Linked DNA regions of Mus musculus: region 1 is linked to region 2. A link is a contact called in public HiChIP or PLAC-seq data. All regions are on one chromosome and are shown on one strand. The core of a region is the stretch at or near the end of the contact, and the rest is flanking DNA. Distances in the headings are between cores, read along the strand shown.

The links. HiChIP or PLAC-seq counts read pairs in DNA pulled down with a chosen protein or histone mark.
Region 1: an H3K4me3 HiChIP or PLAC-seq map of embryonic stem cells shows a contact between it and region 2, with 29 read pairs. The contact joins the promoter of Smchd1 here to the enhancer-like site in region 2. A contact is called at or near these places in 1 of 39 promoter capture datasets (macrophages), 3 of 484 Hi-C or Micro-C datasets (bone marrow-derived macrophages and embryonic stem cells), 5 of 115 datasets of contacts at active chromatin or transcription factors (the SCID.adh cell line, double positive thymocytes, embryonic stem cells and 1 more) and 4 of 9 other capture datasets (adipose tissue, embryonic stem cells, liver and 1 more).

What each region holds. Positions count from the first base shown.
Region 1 is chr17:71,472,493-71,479,564 of GRCm38.p6, reverse strand. It overlaps Smchd1 (SMC hinge domain containing 1), which reads left to right and starts at 4,222. Exons shown (of 48, transcript NM_028887.4): 1 at 4,222-4,586. The coding sequence starts at 4,401.
Region 2 is chr17:71,417,351-71,424,635 of GRCm38.p6, reverse strand. All of the region lies in intron 17 of Smchd1 (SMC hinge domain containing 1), which reads left to right. Among named protein-coding and RNA genes, the nearest start is that of Smchd1, 54 kb to the left of the region's middle. Within about 2 kb of position 4,140, at least 11 of the 459 cell types and tissues checked have an H3K27ac peak or open chromatin away from gene starts, as enhancers often do. A contact at or near this core is called in embryonic stem cells, where this site is marked.

The DNA of each region.
Region 1 (7,072 bases), core at 2,973-5,472, 55 kb before region 2:
CGTGCAACCACAAAATCAGGTGTGGTTGTTCAAGTGTGAAAGGTCAGCTCTCAGAAACTGGAATCTGAGGTACTGAGCTACAGGAGCCAAACTTGATTACATTAGCAAGACTTTGTCTCAGAACAAGCACCACACAGACACACAGACAGACAGACAGACAGACAGACAGACACTCACATAAACCAGTATTTACAATACTGGTTTTATTGCTTTTTTTCTAGCTTCTCCTAAAGCACTAACAAAAATACTAAAGATTTAAAAAATGAGTGGTAGTAAAGAAAAAAAGAAAGATGCAGGTAATAGTATGTCTACCTATGTGTTTCAGCAGGTGAAAAAATGACTTCTTTTTTTTTTTTTTTTTTTTTTTTTCTGAGACAGGGTCTGGTATGTAGCTCTGGCTGTCCTGGAACTCACTCTGTAGAATACCATAGCCTAGAACTCTCTGAGACCTGGCTGCCTCTGCCTCCCCAGTACTGGGACTGAAGGCATGTGGCACCATCATCCATCTTTAACTTTAAGCTGTTTTTAATTGCAGACTTCAATGTAACTCCTTACTTCACTTCCTGATCTGTTTCTGAAGCAGCTCTGTTAGTATCTCAGGACGTTCTCAGCCACAGCTTGAGTCTCATCCCAAGGGGGAAGGGAGGAGAGGACACTACCAAGGGCCACTAAGTTTCACTGTGGTTTGTTGTAGTACAACAGGTAATTGACACAAGACGCTTTAAAAAAATCCCAGCAAGAGCCGGGCGGTGGTGGTGCACACCTTTAATCCCAGCACTTGGGAGGCAGAGGCAGGCGGATTTCTGAGTTCGAGGCCAGCCTGGTCTACAGAGTGAGTTCCAGGACAGCCAGGGCTACAGAGAAACCCTGTCTCAAAACAACAAAAAACAAAAAACAACAACAACAAAAATTCCCAGCAAGGCAAGTGGATCTCTGTGTGTCTGTGTATTTTAGGTCAATCTGGTCTACACAGTCAATTCCAGGACAGCCAAAGCTACACAGAGAAGCTCTGTCTGGAAAAACAAAACAAAACATGTATCTTCTGGTAAAGGTGACTGCTTTCAATCTTGACAATTTGAGTTTGATCCCTGAGACAATTATGGTGGAAAGAGAAACCTAATTTGCACAAACTGTCCTCTGACCTCAATACCTGTCCCAGGGCCACCCTTCAACTAAAAGTGTCTGTGTGTGTGCTCCCACTTTCACACAACGCATGTTGAGGGAGGGGGGGGGAGTAGTGTTTAAAATAAATAAAATATATTCAGTAGGTATTATAAGTGATGACAAGTGAGTGACCAGAACTAACCAGGAAACTAGGTCATTTCAAACCCACTTTATTAATTTCTCGGAAAGAACAGACCCTCTATATATTTAGATTTTCTTTTAAGAATCAAAGGTGACTGGCACAAGGAAGTGTTCTGACATGATTCTAGACTGCTACACTGTCATCTAAGCAACTAACTGAATATGGAGTTGTGGTTGGCTTCTTACTTGTGCTCTGCCTGTTTCCCTAGTGCTAGGATTACAGGCATGTACTGACTCACCTAGCGTAAGAGTTGACATTTCTTTCTTTAAGAGGATTTATTATTATTAATTTGCTTGAGAAAGGGTTTCTCGGTGTAGTCCTGGTTGTCTGAAACTCATAGGCCAGGTTGGCCTGAAGCTCAAGAGGTTTGCCTGCCTCTGCCTCCTGAGTGCTGGGATTAAAGGGATGCGCCACCGCATCCAACTCCTTAGAGCTGTCTTTAATAATGCTGCTCAGAATCTTTTCTTTTTTTTTTTTTTAGATGACAACTGAGAAGCTAATTTTAAAAAATGATGCCGGGTAGCAAGCATAATAGTAACAGAATTGTGCTGTTTTCTGGTATCCCCACCCCCATTTGAACGGCGTGTTCTCGATGTCGCTACAAGTTTGTTCAAATGACAGCTGGTCCTGGAAATGCTGTTACTGCTATTGATGAATAACATACTACTCTCACTTTTTTTTTTTTTTTTCGAGACATGGTTTCTCTGTAGCCCTGGCTGTCTTGGAACTCACTTTGTAGACCAGGCTGGCCTCAACTCAGAAATCCACCTGCCTCTGCCTCCCAAGTGCTGGGATTAAAGGCGTGCGCCACCACGCCCGGCTCACTGTTACATTTTTAATGTAAATATTTATACATACAGGATTTGAACCTTTGGAGACACTAGCTATGCTGTGATGTTAGGAAAAAGTATCCTAGTTCATCATGCTGAGTTGATATCACAATAGTTAAGACGGTCCAGGAATTGTACACACTGTATTAAATATGTAAGGTCTTATCTATGCGGGCTGGGTTATAGAAACTAATGTTCTCTAAATAATGAGAACAAATAAAAAAAATCCACATTAGGACCAGCTGTTAAGGATTTGATTCCCTGCACCTGCATCTGGAGGCTCACAACCATCTCCAACTTCAGAGAATGGAGTCCTCTGACCTTCAAAGTGCTTCTGTTTTTACTTATGAGATTTATAATTTGGTATTACAGAGAAATTGCCCTGTTGACCCTTTGGCTGTTAAGCCCCAATTTGCTGAACCACAAAGGCAATTCATCTTGCTTGTTAACTAAGACTTAGAGAAATGATTTGTCTTTCTCCAGTTGTTCAAATCAAACACGGCCCATAAAAGGGATAGAAGGAAATGGTTGTGTGAGTTTTAAAGATAAAATGTAAAATGCCAGCTAGGAGTAGTGACTCATACCTCTGAAGCCATCAAGGGTTCAGGTTGGGTCAAGGCAGGAGGATCAAAGTTTGATGTAGGCCTAGGAAGACTGACAAAAAGCAAATTACAATAAGATTTTACAGAAATCTCATGATAGTTGGAGGTTATTCTCGTGTCTCCTGTCTCTCAGGTGCCCTTTCAAGAACATGACCAGCTTTTGGTCACAACTTCACCTACCTCACCTACTGTTTCATTTTCTCTTCTTCCAGTCATACTATTTATGCCGCTCTACGCAAACCTTCACACTTTTGTATGTCTGGCCAACTGTCCTTGGTGCCAACAACCCGGTCTGTTTCCAAGGTGCATTGACTTTGAGTCTAGCTTTACCATTGATCATTAAGGCTCCTGCGAACCTAGTAAAACAGCACCCTTAAATCTGATCCAACTTCTAGACACATAAAAGAACTCAATTAATTAATGGGTTTCATTAATTTACACGTTTCTCTCAAGTACAAAGCATCCAGGTTTTAAGAATCAGAGAGCAAGCATCTGGCAAGGTTACCCGCCCCCCCCCATTCCTTGCTATCTGTAGAGTCAGAAGCGCATCCCCCAATAATTATGCTCAAGTTTTCTTTTTTATTTATTTATTATTGGATATTTTCTTTATATACATTTCAAATGCTATCCCGAAAGTTCCCTATGCCCTCCCTCCACCCTGCTCCCCTACCCACCCACTCCTGCTTCTTAGCCCTGACATTCCCCCGTACTGGAGCATATAAAGTTTTATGCTCAAGTTTTCGAGGAGGCTGTCTTACACATTGCACGCTTAGAAGCTGACTCAACCTCGGTGAGTAGGTTAGGTATTATCCCAAGACTCCCAGCCGCCTAAAGCCTCAGAGCCTGGCTAACCCGGGGGCGCGCATCGCGGCCTCGTGACGTCAGAGACCCGCTCTTCCTCGAGGCCGAGCTTTTGTCTCATTGTCCCACAGTAGAACCCACCCACGACGGCGAAGGAAGCGTGCAAGCAGAGCGGTGCCCGGTGTTTTAGCTAGTGTCCACCGCACCGGGACCCAGGTGGTGCAAGCTTCCAGCCGCCGCGTCCGCCCGACTTGGTAGCGCCCTGGAGACCGCATGGCTAGGGGGAAGGCGCCAGGGCCCTGCAGCGGGAGCCTGCATAGACCCTGGGGCGACACGCTTGCGAGTTGCGCCCCCCCCCACCTCCCCCCGCGAAGGCCCCTAAGGCGCTGGAAGCCAGCTTCCAGGCCGTCCCCAGTCCCCGCGGTCCGCAGGAGCCCGGGGGCGTGGCCTGGGCGCGAAGCCCCGCCCCACCTTGGCCAGCCCCGCCCCGCCCCACGGCCTGCTGGACTAGCCGGGTCTCCGTCCGCCGTCCTCTTCCTCCTGCGCAGCAGCCACGGCGGCGGCCCGCTCTCAGGTCACGGAAGGAGGCTTGGTGGGCGGCGGCGTACGTAGCTGGCGGGCTCTGAGGCGCGCTCAGCGCGTCCCTGTGTTCGCGGGTCGCGGAAGTGACGTACGGCACCCCGGCAGAAGCGCGTTTGAATCGGTTCCCGGGTTACTTCCCGGCCGCTGCCCACAGTCGGTGCTGCGCGGCCCGCTGAGGCTCGGAGCCGCGGCGGCTGGAGCCGAGGGCACGCGCGGGGTCGGTGTCTCCGGGAAGCGCGCCCGAGAGCCGCAGGGCCTTCTCTTTTTTTCTCCCTCAACATGGCAGCGGAGGGCGCCAGCGATCCCGCCGGCCTCTCGGAGGGATCTGGGAGAGATGGCGCCGTCGACGGCTGTAGGACGGTGTACTTGTTTGACCGGCGCGGGAAGGACTCGGAGCTAGGGGATCGCGCACTGCAGGTCTCGGAGCACGCGGACTACGCGGGGTTCCGCGCTTCTGTGTGTCAGGTACGTCCCGGGGCGCTGGAGGGATGCTCGCGAGGAGGTGAGGGTAGGTGGCCTGAAGCCTGGGTGGGTCACCGCCATAAACTTGTCAGATGGCCGGGATCTTGCGGCCTTGGCCTCTGCCGGGTGCCCACGTTGCGGATGATCCCTGGTTGGATGTCCCGGCCGGCCTGGCTTTGGCCAAGAAGGATGGGATCACGCCCCTCCGTGGGCCCGTGCTGGTCTAGCGTTCGGGACTTCCAAGTTAGTGGGCGCTTATAGGTTTAGTTACTGCTTTATGGTTGCAGAGTAGTTAGTGCATCCTCCTGTCGGAGAAGCACCTGTGTTTGTCCTAGTTTGTAACTTCAGAAGATGCAGAGTTGCATCCACTGGACAGTCAGTGTTGCGAGGGTTGCGCTGTTTGGTGGTGGTGGGGGGGTGAGATTCCAGGAGTCCGGGTACCTCAGGTTCAGGGAGGTGATGGAGGGAGTCTTTTACCGGCTTGTCTTGTCAGAAAGGTTTGCCTGGTCCGTCCCAGCAGGATTCTTCTACAGAGTAATACTAAGTTAGGTTAGTATTAGGAGCTGTCCTGGTTCTCTGAGCTCCAACTTCCTTGGGAGTTCCTGAACTAGCTCTAAGTGACCATGCGGACAACAAAGAACGAGTATACCTGCTTGGGGGGAAAAAAAAAAGAATGACTACGTAGCAAGACGTGCTTTATACTGTGAGATGCTTTATAGGTTGTTGTTGTTCTTACTGTTGCCTGAGCTTGAGTATGTTGGGGGAGGGGTATTGCGGGGTTTTGTTTTGAGGTCTTGCTGTGTAGCTCAGGCTAGCCTAGAAGTCTCTGTTGACCAGGTTGGCCTCGAACTTTATCCGCCTTTGCTGTCCAGTGTTGGTAGTCACAGACCCAAGTGCCACCGTTCTGGGCTCTGAACTTTTAAAAGAAGAATATGGCAATAAAACAGTGTTTTAAACAGTGTTTTCCTTCCAGAAAACCTAGTTTAGGACACTGATTCTCAGCTTTCCTAATGTTGTGATCCTTTAATACAGTTCCCTATGGTGTGGTGCCCCCCCACCCCAATTATTCTAGTTGTTACTTACTAACTGTTATGAATTGTAATGTAAATGTCTGTTTTCTTATGGTCAGAACCACTGTCCTAAGATAGTACCTTGTATATTTGTTGAAAAAATTCAAATTGAGTTTGACTTTGCCAAAGTGGGCTTTCTTTTTCCTTTTCTTTTCTTTTGGTTTTTCGATTCTTTTTCTCTATTTCTTTTTCTTTTTCTTTTCTTTTTCTTTTTTTTTTGGGGGGGGTTTTCGAGACAGGGTTTCTCTGTATAGCCCTGGCTGTCCTGGAACTCACTCTGTAGAACTCAGAAATCTGCCTGCCTCTGCCTCCCGAGTGCTGGGATTAAAGGTGTGTGCCACCACGTCAGGCTCCGGCTTCTCTCTCTCTCTCTCTCTTTCTTTCTGTCTTTCTTTCTTTCTTTCTTTCTTTCTTTAAAAAAAGTGTTTCATTCATTGTTTTTTTTCCTACTTTTTTTTTAAGATTTATTTATTTAATGTATGTGAGTACACTGTTGCTATCTTCAGACACACTAGAAAAGAACATCAGATCCCATTACAGATGGTTGTGAGTCACCATCTGAACTCAGGACCTCTGGAAGGGTAGTCAGTGCTCTTAACCTCTGAGCCATCTCTCCAGCCCAAGAGTAGCATTGCTCTTAACCACTGGGTTATCTCTAGCTCCTGGATCTGTCTTCTTTGCTCTGTTGGTTTATGCTACAGATCTCATGGTGTTGTTTGTATTAACAGTTGGGCTGAGTCAAACACTTACATAGTTGTCCTCCTGGTTTGTTTTCTTATTTTCGTTTCTTCTTAAAGATTTGTTTATTTATTTTATATATGTGAGTACACTGTAGCTGTCTTCAGACACAAGTGGAGGGGGCTTCGGATCCCATTACAGTTGGTTGTAAGCCACCATGTTGTTGCTGGGAATTGAACTCAGGAGCTCTGGAGGATCATCGAGTGCTCTTTAACCACTTATCCATCTCTTCAGTCCTTGAAGTTTGTTTTCTAGAATGTGATAAAACATTGTGACCAAAAGCAACTTTGGGGAGGAAAGTGTTTGTCCATCGTTGAGGGCAGCCAGGGCAGGAGCTGAAGGTAGAAACTGAAACTCTGACTGTGGAAGAATGCTGCTTATGGTTTGTTCTCCCTGGCTGCTTCATTCATTCATTCATTCATTCACTCATTTCCTGTCCCCCTCCCTCTTCTTCCCTCCAGTTTCGTTTCCTCCCTTCTCCCTGCCCCTTACCTGCGCCAGTGGTGCCACCCACAGTGGTCTTGGTCATGCCATATTAATCAAGAAAATGCCCCCCACGCTGGCCAACAGGATGGTTTGATGGAAGCATTGTCTCTGTGAGGCTTTCTCTTCCTAGACTAGCTTGTGCGAAGTTGACAAAAAAAAAAAAAAAACTAATCAGCACAATAATTCACAAGAAGT
Region 2 (7,285 bases), core at 2,891-5,390:
TGGGAGCACAGAGAGGCCTTCTATGGGAGATTAGACAGAGGCTCTGTAGGCAAAGGCCTCCATCGCTCCCCATGAGAAAGAGGTAATCCATGGTTTGAAGGCACTTATTGTCATGGTGGAAAGTGGATGAATAAAACCATAGCCCACTTCTCAGGGCGGGCCTGAAGTTAAATACCTTTTGCAGAGAGGAGCATCTGGTTAGGAGAGTTTATTGGCTAAGTCCTCCAGGCCTTTAGGTACCTCATTAAAGTGGAGATCTGTCTTGAGTCTACCACAGGTCACATTCTCTACCTGTGGAGGGGCTTGGGGCATTGCCCTTATTTGACTGATGGTCACAAATCTATGGAGGACTGTGGGGGGCTGTAGCTACATGACAGGAGCTGGGTGCCCAGGAACAGGGCCTTCCATCCCTTGAGGGTCACCAGGGTTTCTAGCCCTTGCTCAACCAGGAACTAGACTGCTTTTCACGGTCCTACAGGTATTTGCCCTGCAGAGCAGAGCTAACTCTGCTGTTAGTAAATGGCTGGCTAACTACATAGCACAGTGTTGTATGGTTTTTACCCAACTGTCAGGTTAAATTTGTCATCTACTTTCACATCTGTTTATTTAACCAACTAAGGGTAAGAAGGATGTGTAGGTGTGTGTGTGTGTGTGTGTGTGTATGTATGTATGTATGTCTGTGTCTGTGTCCATAGTGCCTCGAGACAGGACTCTCACTGGAAATGTTTACTTGACATTTCAGCCAGCCCTTGGGATTCCCCTGTCTTTGCATGTGTCCTTTGCTTTTGACATGGTGCTCATGATTCAATCTCAGTCCTGATACTTGTAAAGCAAGTATTGGTACCCACTAGGCTGTCTATACTTATGCAGGATAAAAAGATTTGGAAGGAAAGTTGCATCTGTACTGAACATCCTATCTCCCACTCATCATTGTTTTAAAAAATAGAGTATAAAGTATTTATGCACTAGTTATGTTGTATGAGGATTGCAGGTAGTCTAAGAATGACTTAAAGTATATGGACAAACCCTCTATGCTTGTTTATTCTGTCATTCTCAGCACTTGGGAAGCTGAGGCAGAAGAATTACTGCAAGTTTGAGGCCACCATGGCCAATGTAGTGAGTTCCAGATTAGACTTGGCTACATTTTAACATCTGTCTAAAAACAAAACAAAACAAAACAAAATGCCAAAGAATAAAACTTATATGGGAAATTGTGCCTCTTTGTGCATAAATGATATCTCATTTTATAAAAGAGGCTTGAGCATCTACGAATTTGGCTTTAGGATGGGGTCTTAAAGACAGACTCTGAATGCTGATGATACTGCTTTGTTTTTCGTTATACCACAATGTTAGTAATGTCATTTATTTGTTCTACTATTTTTATTTTCTATAAGTTGGAGATTATCTAGGAAGTTTAATTGGACTTATGTCAGTTGTTTCTGATTCATAAGGCAAGAATCAGTATTTCATAGGTAATCCATGTTTCTTGAATATTAAATCAAGAACATGTCTAAGTGTCCTGCTTTTAGTACTGGAAAGATAGTTCCTTTAACTGCTTTGACTATTAAACTTACCTTCCATCTCTCTTGTAATACTTTCATTATGTTCTTTGCTTGAGTTATTGTAAAATGATATATCTTTTTATTCTGAGTAATCATTCTTCCTAATATATTATTTAAAATTCATGGGAAAGGCAGTATGCAGGTTAGGTTTCATTCATTTTTTTTTGTCTTTTGTAGTAGGAGGCCAGCCCGGCCTACTTGAACCAGGTACTCCTGGAAGGCAGGCTGGGGCTGAGAGACTTAGACTGCGAGAGAAGCATGAGGCCAAGACAAATTTTCTCTGATCAAGGCCCTCAAGTTTTCTAGGAGACTGTGCTTAAAAGGGGCCCATCCCCACTGCCAGTCCATCCTTGGTGCTTAGTCACCATGCTGTCAGCACTTGGTCACCAGGCTATTGCTTATTCAGGGATGTCTCAGGAAGACAGGTTCAGTCTCTCAGCAGGTAGCAGAATCTCAGGGCAGTTGACACTTCACAGAAAGCTGCATTGCAGGTGGCCCCACCTCAGTGGCAACAAGGTCTGCACAAGCCTGCTTCAGGCTGGGGGAGGCTACAATTTCCTCCCTGATTATAAAATAAAAATAGCTGGACCGAGACATAAAATTTATTTATGCTCCATAGTCCTGCCTGGGAGTTATGGTGGCTGGTGGCTGTGCCTGGCTTAGGAAATCTCAGATTTTCCCTGAGCCATTCTTATCTGTCAAGGAGCATATATGCAGCTTGTTTGTGTTTATTTTACACAAACATGGCTTTGTGGTGTATTATTAACCAACCACGGCCTCTTGGCATGTACCTCTGTCTTACATTGATATGGCTCCGAAATCTGGTTGCCCGTCATTGGCTGATCGGTCCTCATAGCACACCTTATTCCCAAATCAGACCAAAGCCACAATATATGCTTAATATGCTTCTTCATATTGATGAATTTCTGCCACCTGTGCTTGCTGGAGGCAAGGCTGCACCCTTGCTGAAATCAGGGTGTAAGGAGAGACTGACCTGCTCGAAAAACAAAGATAGTTGAAAAGCAACATGATAACATATACTTTTCTCCCATAGAAGGGCTGTTTTTAAACACAGTAAATGGGATGAATGCATGCATGAATTTATAGAAAGTACAAAAGCATGCATAAAAACAATTTTTAATTTATCTTTAGGATATTGATTATCAATTTTATTTAAAATGATGGTATGCAATAGGCCAAATATCAGTATTCTGCAATAACCAATTTAATTGCTGTTCGGAACAAGGAACACTTTGTCAGGTTTTTAAGACACAATTTTTTTGTTATAGGTTTTCTAAAATATACGAATTTATCTTATAATTCTTAATTAGCACCACAGCAGCCTTAATAGGATGTCAAAACTTTACTTTGAGGTGAATGCCGCCTTGGCCTCCCTTGCCACCAGCTCGCTGCCCAGGCCGAAGAGGCTGAAGCAACTGGTCAGGAAGCCCGAGTAGAGGTGGTAGAGCCCCAGCAGGCAAAATACGGCCAGCCCCAGCGGGGACAGGCGGATGCCCATGGGGGCCATGGCACGTTTGACCGGCACTAAGGCTGCTTCAGGCCCACCACTGAGTCATCCGCTATGAAGGCACCCACTTCCTGGTGCCCTCCCGAGCCATCACTGCTCAGGGAAAGCTGTGCTGCCGCTGCCCCCCACGCCCCATGGCCCTGCCTTGCAGCAGCCAGCAGCTGGACAATCGGCCTTCCGCGTAGTCCAACGGTCGGCGGTGAAGAAAGATGATTTTTACATGAATGTTTTCTCTTGTCAAAGAATTGCTGTGGGCATATTAAATAACCATAGCTAAAATAAGCAGCTAATATTTAATTACCATTGATTATAATTGATAACAATTATAAAAGCTTTCTTTATTATCTGTAAAGCCTTTTGTTCTTTCCCAGTTAATTTGTGTCTGTCAAGATAACATCTAACAAAGGTTTGAAGTCACTTTAAGGCCTTAAGGTGAGGCCTTAGTCAAATAACATCTTCTGGAAGTTTTTGAAAATAAAATTTTGAGGCAAATCAATTTCTCTTTCTTAGATTTTTTTTGTACCACGGTTTTCTAGTATAACTAAAACCCTAAATATTAAAAAGATATTGCCTCTGAATCTTTTCTGGAGCAACAGATACTACCCAGAACTTTAAAGCTCATTGTGTGAGAGCAAAGATTTGAAGTAAGCTTCCCTTTAGAGGCATTAGCTAATAAAATACTTTCTACTTAGGAAACAATATACACTGAAAGATTCAAACTCTTAGCTTCTTGTATTGAAGCAGAGACAATAAAATTTTTTTCTTACATAATGTAAAGCTATATTAGCCATACCTTGAGGCAAAATTTTCCAGTGATCACCAGTTCACTAGAAGCAAATCCTTTACAATTATCAGGATGCAAAGGAAAAAACAAATTTTTAAACCTATAATAACTTTACATGAAGCAGGCAAGCCAGATTATAATGCCTTTAAAAGTTCTACAGCCTGATTGACCTTTTATAAATTCTGAATTTGAACCTTATTTAGACCATCTGGGTAGATCTGCAACAATGTTATTTTAGCTAAAAGAAAACTCCCCTGAAGGCAGGGAGAGGCAAGTTTCAAGAACTTCCTTAGGCTTCGTTTGCAAAACAAAAGAAAGTCCCACAAGCCCTGCAGAGGCTGCTCTGAGCTTTGTTCCTCTTGCTGTGAGGACAGATTTTACAATTTTAAAATTTCTTTTGCAATATTAGACTATAACTACAACTTTGGGAAAGCAAAACCCTTTTAAAACAATTTATCATCTTTAGAATCAATGTTAGAAACATTACTATCATGTTACAAAGTTTGGCTGCCAGTTTATACCTATGAATGCATGACAGTGCAAATTTTAATGCTTCATTAAAGAGACATTGTTTTAAATCTTATCTTTAAGTCTACCTTTTAGGATAAGAATCAAATTAAATATTATCTCAACTGGAAGTATCCTTAGAGGCCTAGTTTTTTGGCCTGCTTTATGCCACGTGTTTGAAAGACTCCAAACCTGAGTTACCAATTTAAAGGTGTCTTGCTACCAATGTTACACCTTTTTAATCATACCCAATAACTTATAAGCTAATATTCTATGATGAAGACACGCAGAGCATATTACACCTTTAAGACCAGTAAAAAACCAAATTAAGTTGCTACAGGAATCTTATAAATTTAGACCAATCAAACAATTTTACCTTTTCTAGCTATAATTATAAGATTAAAAAAAGCACTTTGTCATTTGCTAAACACAATAATCACGATTGCAGAGAATTTTCTAGGAAAAAACTATCTATCAGCTTTTTTGCCTTAGAACTAAGAGGTTGTAGACTCCTTTTCTTTAAAAAACAGTTTTTCAGCAGTGGCTCCCCTGCTGTGCTTGATTCTTGGCTAAGGTGTGGGCCACTCTCGGTCTTGCTGACTCAGCAGATACAGTCTTAGCCATTTTTATTTTCCAACATGGGACACAGAACATTCTGTCATTCAGACAACGAAACAAAACACACATGAATTGACACGTGAACAGATTGGTGCACCAAACATTAGTCAACACAAAGAGGGCAGAGAACTTCTGCTGTAGGGGTCAGAGAGAATAAAGCAGGGCATCCCCCGATTTCTCTCTGTCTCTGGGAGAGTTTCAAAATCCATTTTCCTCTTATTTTATTATTTTAAACCCTATTCCTCTCGCTGGATGCAGTCCTTGACTGCGGACAACTGCCTGTTTTGAAGTTTCTAGTCCCTTGCTGCCAAACCCTAAGTGGACAGCGCCGGGTCAGCACTGTTCCAACTTAGCCCTTATCCTATCGCACCTCCAGCAACACTTTAATAAAAAATGAAGTTTAAAACCAGCGCTGGCATAAATACCTGTTGCTCACTGTGCCCCATACGATCTTCTGATTCTTCCCTTCTCGCTGAGCTCTACACAAGACAGCGATCCCTCAGTGTTTCGCTGCTGTTCCCAGGTTCCCGTTTGTGGCGCCAATCTGTAGTAGGAGGCCAGCCCAGCCTACTTGAACCAGGTACTCCTGGAAGGCAGGCTGGGGCTGAAAGAGACTTAGACTGCGAGAGAAGCATGAGGCCAAGACAAATTTTCTCTGATCAAGGCTCTCAAGTTTACTAAGAGACTGTGCTTAAAAGGGGGAAGGCCCATTCCTGCCCCCCCCCCCCCCAGTCCATCCTTGGTGCTTAGTCGCCATGCTGTCAGCACTTGGTCACCAGGCTGTTGCTTATTCAGGAATGTCTCAGGAAGACAGGTTCAGTCTCTCAGCAGGTAGCAGAATCTCAGGGCAGTTGACACTTCACAGAAAGCTGCACCATAGGTGGCCCCACCTCAGTGGCAACAAGGTCTGCACAAGCCTGCTTCAGGCTTGGGGAGGCTACAGTCTTTCTTTAAATTTGAAATTACAGTGAATTAGTGCTCCATAGTAATGCTCAGTGAGGGAGGAGGAGGAGCAGGAGGAGGAGGAGGAGGAGGAGGAGGAGGAATGTGTGGAGTTTGATGTGTTAAACACGTGTTGAATAGCCTTGAGCCCCCTCTTACACAGTTCTTGATCCTTGGCCTGGTTTAGTCCCTCTAAGTCCTTTTCTCATTGGCACTGAGGTCTAGAGCTTGCTGTAGCTAGTTGTATAGTCTGAGAAGCTCTCTTTAGAGACCTTTACTCAGGCACAGCTTGGATTTATTGTTGTTGTTGTTTGTGCCTGGCTATTAACCCTACTTGGCTAGGTTACCCTCCCACACAGAAATCCATCTGCCTCTGCCTCTTAAGTGCTGGGATTACAGGCATGTGTGACTGTGCCTGACCCAGTAAACTTTACATCTTGATTTAAAGGGTAGAAAAGAATTTCTGATTGATAATTCTAGGCTCAGATGGATTCACTGATGAGTTCTACCAGACCTTAAGAGAAGAACAAACATCAATGCTTCTCAAATTATTGAATATATCAGGAAAAGAAGCCAAACTACCAGATTGTTTTTAAAAATACAGTATTACTCTGACATCAAAACTGGATAAAGATATAACAGAAAAAGAAAATTATAGACAAATCTCTCCAATAGACATACAGGTGAAAATTTTCAGCAAATAATTTGTTGACTAAACTTAAGAAAACATAAAAAGATCATTAGTCATGAACAAATAGATTTTATTCCAGGGGTACCTGGATCATTCAACATATACAAATCAATAAATTTAATATATAACATAAATAGATTTAAGGGTAGAAAATACATGATCATTTTAACAGATTACAAAAGATTATTAACAATATCATTTTATGATAGAAAAGCCCTGAAGAAACTTAAAAGGAACATACATCAACCTAGTAAAGTCTATATTCAATATACCGAGAGCCAACATTATATTGTTTTTAAAAGGCTTAATTTTTATTTATGTGTCTGTGCGTTTCTGAGTGAGTACGTGCATGTGCCTGTGGAGGCCAAAAGAGGGTTTTGAATCCTGGAGCTGGAATTACAAAGGCATATGAACCTCACATTGTGGGTACTAGGGTTCAAGTTCTAGTCCTTCATGAAGACAGAACATACTCCTAACTGCTGCGCCAGCTCCAGCCATCATCTCCAGTATTATATTAAATGTGACAGAACTCAAAGGGGTTCCGCTAGAATCAGGAACTCGACAAAGATGCTCCCTTCTTTTCACCCTTAATCAACATGCTGGAAGCCTTAGCTACTACCTCAGTGTGACAAGGGGACATGAAAGGGGTACAG